Regions from separate parts of the Mus musculus genome. Here all the other regions are linked to region 1. Evidence: chromatin contacts called from public HiCAR-type and HiChIP or PLAC-seq data. All regions are on one chromosome and are shown on one strand. Each heading gives the region's core, a stretch centred on a gene start, on an enhancer-like site or on the middle of the called end of the contact. The rest is flanking DNA. Distances are from core to core; before and after follow the strand shown.

The links. HiCAR-type assays count read pairs that join an accessible place to other places. HiChIP or PLAC-seq counts read pairs in DNA pulled down with a chosen protein or histone mark.
Region 2: a HiCAR-type map of astrocytes shows a contact between it and region 1, with 4 times the contacts expected there. The contact joins the promoter of Usp40 here to the promoter of Prss56 in region 1. A contact is called at or near these places in 3 of 115 datasets of contacts at active chromatin or transcription factors (T-cell acute lymphoblastic leukemia, astrocytes and pancreatic cancer cells).
Region 3: an H3K4me3 HiChIP or PLAC-seq map of stem cell-derived neural progenitor cells shows a contact between it and region 1, with 4 times the contacts expected there. The contact joins the promoter of Tex44 here to the promoter of Prss56 in region 1. A contact is called at or near these places in 2 of 39 promoter capture datasets (the SN4741 cell line and hippocampal neurons), 2 of 15 datasets of contacts at CTCF or cohesin (the NIH/3T3 cell line and embryonic stem cells), 11 of 484 Hi-C or Micro-C datasets (the N1E-115 cell line, adipose-derived mesenchymal stem cells, cerebellum and 5 more), 14 of 115 datasets of contacts at active chromatin or transcription factors (the NIH/3T3 cell line, astrocytes, cardiomyocytes and 10 more) and 1 of 9 other capture datasets (embryonic stem cells).

What each region holds. Positions count from the first base shown.
Region 1 is chr1:87,182,031-87,184,576 of GRCm38.p6, forward strand. It overlaps Prss56 (protease, serine 56), which reads left to right and starts at 1,284. Exons shown (of 13, transcript NM_027084.2): 1 at 1,284-1,568; 2 at 2,125-2,232. The coding sequence starts at 1,463.
Region 2 is chr1:88,007,275-88,009,820 of GRCm38.p6, forward strand. Usp40 (ubiquitin specific peptidase 40) reads right to left here and starts at 1,277. Exons shown (of 32, transcript NM_001198573.1): 1 at 1,164-1,277; 2 at 1-168. The coding sequence starts at 149.
Region 3 is chr1:86,425,055-86,427,600 of GRCm38.p6, forward strand. It overlaps Tex44 (testis expressed 44), which reads left to right and starts at 1,275. Exons shown (of 1, transcript NM_027966.1): 1 at 1,275-2,546. The coding sequence starts at 1,317.

The sequences.
Region 1 (2,546 bases), core at 34-2,533:
ATGCTCCCAACAACTTGTAGGATCCCAGGAGTCGAGACAAGGATGGGGTGGGGTGGGGTGGGGGTCTTCTCAACTTGTAGGAGCCAGATCTGAAACAGTGTGCTTTTCCATGCCCTGCCCTTTGCTGTGTGGGTGAGAGAAGGGTCTACTCCCTTCCTGCCATCAGACTGGACTCAAAGCCTGACACATGCCAAGAAGGCAGAGTGAGGACAGACAGTTCTATGCTGGCCACTCCGGCCTGGCCAGGCTTCAGCAGGCATACAGGAGCCATACCTCTCTGCTAGAAACTTGGAGAGCACATAGGATTTACCTATGATATGCAGAGATAACTCCAATCCCTAGTGTCATTGAATTGACACAACAATCTATACCTACCGTTCTCTCTACCTTCCTGGTGGTGGGAGACAGGCTACGTGCTGTGATAAGCAGTCCCTTTGAAGAGAACACATCCCCTAGCCACAGTGTGTCCCAATTCCTGTACTTAAACCCTTAACCAACATGTCCCTGCTGCCAGCACAAATCAAGGTGCCAAGGGTAGTTTTGTTTTGTTTGTACCCAAAGGCTCGGCCCTACCCCAGGTGGTGACTGGATATCAGGACAGTTGCCTGTTTATGACCTTCTCTCAAGAGTCCCTCCTGCCAGATCAGGGTCACAGCAACTGAAAACAAAGCTGGACACACTGAGTGGGCAGGGACAGGGGTCCTGCTGGATCCTGCGCTCCCCAAACTGGGCCACAGTGGGGCCTTTCATCTCCCGCTTGCTTTTGCCTCTTCCCACCCCGCTACCCCAGTGCAGCAATTATGGCGCAAATTAGAATGCTTTGATCATCTTTAGAAAGGGCCACACGGAGGAGGGACACTGCCAAGCAATTAGGGGCAGAGGGGCTGGAAGTTCAATGGCTTGCTTAGGGGGTGAGACTGCCCAGGACACCCACCCCTATCCCTAGCTCTCCTCCCTCCAAAAGTGCCTGTCCCAGCAGAGCAGTGGACTCCCCAGGGTGGCAGAAACAGATGGGGATCCCCCCTCCCAGCCCCTGCCCACCAGTCTCCCTCTGCCTGGCCCCCAGCCCAACGGTCAGTTCTCCAGCCCCATCTCAGCCCCTTTGAAGCAACCGCAGGAACAAGGGCCGCTTTCACAGAAGTGGGGAGACGCAGAGTGGGACGATGAGACTTCAAAGGTGAGGGTCCAGCCCACTACCTCATTCCCTCCCCCAGTCCTGGCTGCCCTCCCACGCACACACACCCCTCTGTCCTCTATATAGCTCCAGGGCATCGTTTCCCTGAGGGCTCCCAGGAGGTGAGGGCCAGGTGAGGTGCGGACCATTAGAAGTGAGTAGTTTAGTGTAAGACAACGGGATCAGATGGTTTGAGGGACACAAAGTCTGTGGGCAGGAAGAATCACAGGAGAGGGTAGAGTCCAGGAATAAAGAGGACAGGGTCTCCCGCCTTGGCCCCAGGTCACCATGCCGCTGGCTATGTTGTTGCTGCTGCTGCTGCTACTGTCCCCAGACTCCCAAACTGCCCATGGGCATCCACTGTACACGCGCCTGTCCCCCGGCGCCCTGCAAGGTGAGCCGGGCTGGTCCGAGGGAACCACGGGAGGTGGGAGGGGCATAGGGAAAGTGAGGTCAAGGGAGGACAAGGGAAATGAGCTTATCTCTCACACTTAGGAGGGCCTGTGGTCCTTCTGCCCACCTTCTGCTGGAAGGAGGAGCCTGGAACTGGGATATAGGAAGGGAGGGTAGACAGCCTCACCCAGGAAGCAGAGACAGCAACACTGCCAAGGGGTTCCAGAGATAACGGTGTTAGAAGACCCGGGGCAGCATGCCTTGGGCCCAAAGATGGATACCTTAACCATATTACCTGGATGTCGGTGGGCAGTGGTTTTCCTCTGAAATCTTTAAGAAAGGAGCTTTTCAGAGATTCCTTCCCAATTGTAGCACCATCTGCCCTGAGGGCTGGCCCTTGGGGCCTGACCTCTCTCCCCATCTCTACATCCCTGGTAGTCTAAGAGTTCACCACGCTTCTCTGGGACTCCCCAGACAAGGTTCAGGAAGACTTAGACTGAGTGGGGCTCTCTGCCAAGGGAATGTGACTTTGTGTCCCATGTCCCTCCCCCTCCCAGTTTTATCTGCCCAGGGGACTCAGGCATTGCAGGCTGCCCAGAGGAGTGCCCAGTGGGCCATAAAGCGCGTGTTGATGGAGATCCAGCACAGACTACATGAATGCCAAGGTTGTACCAGAAGTGCTACCCCACCCAGCAGACTCACATTGGTACAGGGGACTCCTCCTTTTGTCCATGTCCAGCCCTTATTTTTAGGTTCCATCGTCCTTGGGGTCAGATTCTTTTTGAAGGTCCAAGTGGAAGGGGTATGCCAAACTTGAGACACAGCAGGGAGGAGGGGAGAGTGTGGGCTCAGGTGGTCACAGTTCATGGCTGCTCAAATAGTTCCATGTGCTAGAAGGCGGGCCAAGTGGAGAGTGGTTGAAAGATGAGGCCCAGCCCCCCCCCCCAATAAAGCGAAAGATCCGCAAGAGGGCGCAGCG
Region 2 (2,546 bases), core at 27-2,526, 830 kb after region 1:
CAGGTTCCACCCTGATTTCTGATTCCACTTAAATTGGTGAATTCTCTAGGGGCAGGCGGCTCCAAACCTTTAGTCTTTAATTTCTTCCCTCTTCCATACTGACTACTTGACACACTGGAATAATCCTCTTCAAATAGGTTCCCAAACATGGTGGAACTAAACGCTATCCTTTAAAGAAAATATGTTACATAAATGTTTCCATTCTTTAAATGTACCTCCACCCCCAATTTTCTCTTATTATTCGAGCGTAGCTGTTTTGTTAAATCGTTCTTCAGAAAACACAGTAGTTTGTGTTTTGGAGAAAGCGAGACCTGACTTGTCTTTCCTACCTACACGGGGTCCTGATTAACCTGTGTGATCCTGGACAAGTTATTTTAGCTAACATTTACTTCTATGTAAAATGGGGCTGCGTATTTTTCATAGGTAAATTAAACCAGTCACATGACAAAAGAAAGGTTACTGAGTACAAAGGGCTTGACCCACAAGAACCGATAACTATTCTTGGATTCCACATCACTAAATGAGGGGGGGGGGGAGAGAAGGGGAGGAGCCTTCATCAATTATGAAATCTCAGCTTCCCCCATCCCTTCATACACAGTACCAGATCACAGCGTTTCAGTGACTTAACCCTATCACATTAATCTTGACAGTAGTTTCAGCACTTTGGCCCTAAACTAGAGAGCCAGGAGTAAGTACCTTGAGGAAGAAAAACTCTGGTCATTAGAGCCATGGAGTCCAATGGCCTTCCAAAACATACCCAGGAATCCAACTGCAGAAGTGGGGACCTGCGGGAATCTGTTCTGTTTCTTGTGTGGGGAAGGGACATTTGGGGTAAAACGCTGAGAACACTCTCTTAAGTGATAGGAATGGCCAAAATGCAGTTTTCTTCCTTCCCAACACAGTCCTCTGAACAAAAGCTCAAGAAATGGAACTCGCGAGGCAGGCCTCGAGCTAGCTCGCGGGCTGGCTTCCCGTCACGCCGCTCCAGAGGCCTTGCCGCCCACCAAGCCGCCCAGCGCCCAGGAGCGCGACCAGGCGCGCGTCCCCGCGGCCCGACCCCTGACGCGCTGCCAGCAGAGGCCCGGCGTCTCTCCCCAGGCCGCCGGCGTCGTCCCTACGCTGCCCTCGTCCCTCCCTGCGCCCAGTTCCCCAGCCCCACTTACTGCCTATAGCCCAGACCCCCGCCCCGGCCACAGCACAGAGTAAACGAACTCGCTCCGAACGGGCACCGCCATGCCGAGGAGGCCGTGTCTCTGGAAAGTGATTTCCAACCACCCACCCCCACCCCAGATGCGACTACACTTCCCAGGGTGCGTCGCGCCACGCGGAGATTTATGGGTAGTTATACTGCTCTTTTTCCAGACGGCTTACAAGTTAAAATTTGTATTTATTGCTGCCTGCAAAAAGCGTTGGAGCCACATTCTGTTAGAGCTTTCACCATTTAAGTGGAGTATGTATTTATATAGTCTCTGCTCTAGGATAACAAAAGAACCTTAAAACAGTTTTTCCTCTTCAAAGTATATCTCTGATACAAAACTTGTGAAAATGCTCTACGTTCTGTGAACCTTCTTACATCGCCTTCAATCCACCTTAAGTAGTTTATATATAACCATGCAAGCATGTATGCACACAAAACTGTCTGTCCTGCTGGAGCTCTTCGGATAGGTTACTTCCCATCCTTTGCACAGACCCCATTTGTATCTCCCTCGTCTCCTCCAACCTCTATCAGGATGTGAATGAAGGAAACAGGTGAAATCTAATTTTTATTTCAGCTGAGAGTTTAAGAGATGGAGAACAGGAATAAAGATGGAGGGTGATGGGGGTTGAGGGTGGCAGAGTCCAAGTGACCATCAGTCCAAGGGATTTGTCTTTGGAACATTTGAGGGAGGCTGGTGTGGCTAGAACGCTGAGGAAGTGTTGGGAGGAAAGGACTGGAGATGACCATTGGCTAGGAATAAGGGGTCTGGGCCAGGAAATGGACTGGGAGAGTACACAGCTCTCAGTACTCCAGGTGGAGGACCACTTTGCTTTTTAGCAACCTCCCCTTCACTTTGCTTTCCTGGCCATATCTCTTTCTGTCTTATGGTACTTTATCCTCCTATTTAAAAATCACAGCTATACCTTAAACTTTTATTCCCTGACCAAAACTCAACACTGTAAGCCAAGATCCACAGGCATAGGTGGCTTCCCTCTGGGCAGCTATATCCCCTTACACCCATGTGCTTGTTAGTTAGGTTTTGATTACTTTTTTTTTTTCTTGGTAGGTTGTTTGTTTTTGTACTTTATTTTGTTTTGTTTGTAAACGGGACACAAGCTAGGGTCACATGGAAAGAGGGAACAGATGCTGAGAGAATACCTCTATAAGATTGGCCTGGAGGCAAGTGTGGGGACATTTTCTTGATGAATGATTAATGTGGGAGGACCCAGCCCACTATGGGTGGTGCCAACCTTGGGAAGGTGGACCTGGGTTGTATAAAAAACAAACTGAGTGACCCAGAGGGAACAAGCCAGAGAGCAGGGTTTCTCCATGGCCTCCACTTCAGGTT
Region 3 (2,546 bases), core at 25-2,524, 760 kb before region 1:
AAGCCGGAGCTCCTCCCCCTTCCCCTCCCCCCACCCCAGGCTAGACACTGTCCCCAGCCCACAGCCCGACTCTGTTTTCTGCTCTGCTGAAACTCCCAGCGGATGTCTAAGAGTCTGAGAACCCCACGGCCCAGGCCTCGTTGCAGGCCCAGGGACCCCTGAACCAACTCCAGCTTTTTCCCACCCGGGAGGTGTCTCAGCCCCGGCAGCAGTCACAGTGGCGGTGGCATGGAATAAAGGCAGTCAAACTCCCAGCGTTCCGCTTCCCCAAGAGGCTGTGCCTAGCAGTGGGGCAGTCATGGACCCACAGCCTTGCCCCTAGGAGAGAAGATATAAACATAGACCCAGTTCTCCCTAGGGATGCTGGGGTCCCTAGGGGCATCATCAGATGGTTGCATCTCCTCTTATCCCCAGGAGCAGGAACTACACCTAACCTGGCAACTAGGGTGAGCACAAACACACAAATAGAACCATCCACTCCAATGCTGGGGATGGAACCAGAGCATGCTGGGCAAGTGCGCTACACTCAGCCAAACCCAGTCCCCGGCTACCTTCTTCATACAGTGGGGTTATCTGGGGACCAAGCTCTTCTTAGGATTGCCCTGGAGTCTGTACCCATTAGTGGTGCCCTGCCCTCCCAGCCCAGATGAGCAGGTAGATTGTCCTGTGTCAAAAGGTTAACTCTAGCACTAAGGATAGCCAGCCTAGATGCCGCCCAGGCCCTGGCCTCCACTATTCCTCCTCATTGCTAGAAAAATTACCAAAGAAAGACCGGCCTGAAAGAAAGAAATTGGGGTCCTGAAGTAGCCCAATAGAATAGAGAGATGGTGGGAGGGATAACCTGGTATAACAAATGTCTGTAATCCTAGCTCTTGAGAGGCTAAGACAGGAAGATCAGAGTGGGAGACCAGCCTCAACTACATAACAAGAGCACTGATCCCCTGTCCCCAAAATAAGTTTAAAACCTACTAATTCAAACTCAGCATTACCTTCCTGTATCATGCCCCAAAGTACAGTTCCCGAAACCACTCACAGCCCTGCGGCTGCATCTGCACCTACCTACGTATCTCCATCTTAAACCAAGACAGTTATTCTTCATTTCCTCTGTACCCACTACTCTGGCTATGCAACACCACCTATAGTCAGCTCGCCAGGACAGCCACTCAGCAGACTCAGGACATTCAGGACCCTTGCTCTACAAGTACCTGTGACATCATCAGCTGCCCACAACCTGCTGTGACCTCACCACCTGGACAACTGAGCCTAGCAGGGCCAAGCCACTCCTTCCCAACCACCATAAGTAGCAGGGGGCATAGATGACCGCTGAGCCCTTGGAAGACCCTGAAGCCAGCAGCAGTTCTACACATGATCTTCCCGAGGCCTCCTCGGACAACACAGCTGATGAAAACTCTGCAGATTTACCCGGAGAGTCCGAAGGACCAGACTCCCTGCCCGATGACGTCCCACCAGGAGACATCGACGAAGTGCTAGCTGAACATGATGTAGATCAAACCTCTGAGGCGAAAGCCATCACCACAGAGCAAAATGAAGAGCAGGACTTCATTCGGACTGATACCTTCATGAGACAAGATGAGGACCTGCTCTCCAAGCAGATTTCCACCATCACGGAGAAAAATGTAGACCAGGCGTACATGCAGATTAACACAGTTTTTGAGCAGGATAAAGACCAGGCCTCCATACAGACTGCCACCTTGATGGGACAAGATGAAGACCAGGCATTTTTGCAGATTGTCACTTCTGTGGGACAGAATAAAGATCAGGCCTCCATACAGACTGCCACCTTGATGGGACAGGATGAAGACCAGGCATCTTTGCAGATTGCCACTTCTGTGGGACAGAATAAAGATCAGCCCTCCATGCAGATGGACACCTCCATAGGGCAAGATGTAGAGCCAGCCATCTCCACAGATACAGCAACTTCTGCAGTCAAAGATGAGAGCCCAGATATTCCACATCAGGGCCAGGACAATCCTGAAGAGACCACATCTTTGCTGCCCCAAGACCCAGGTATCCTGCAAGTGTTTGTGGGTTTCCAGAACCCAGTGTGGGACAGGCTAGCTGAAAACAACCGTACAAGTCGGAGCCGGACGGTTTCCCCGAGTGACTCCCAGACCCAGGAAAAGACACTGGGAAACCCGAATGTTCCAGAAGGGCAGCCAGTATTAGTTCCAAATGCTGACGTGCTATCTAACCTGCCTGAACATGTCCAGACTTCGGTGGGAGCTGCTGACCCACCCCCTTCCGATACCAGTGGTCGCGACCCAGAACCCACGCCTACCACCAACTCGGCCAAGCAGGAAGCTGAAGGGTTCAAGGCCTTGAACCCTGGGAGCAAAGCTAGATCGCCAGGGCTGACCAGTGAGGATTCAGCTGCTGACTCAGGTATCCCACCGGATCCACCTGACCCAGGCTCCCCAGGTGGCAGCCCACCCCACTCTCCAGATTTCTACCAGGTGGCCCTGGGCAGGAACCTTCTGGACCCCAATCTGTATAGACCTGATGTGGAGAACGACTACATGCGCTCC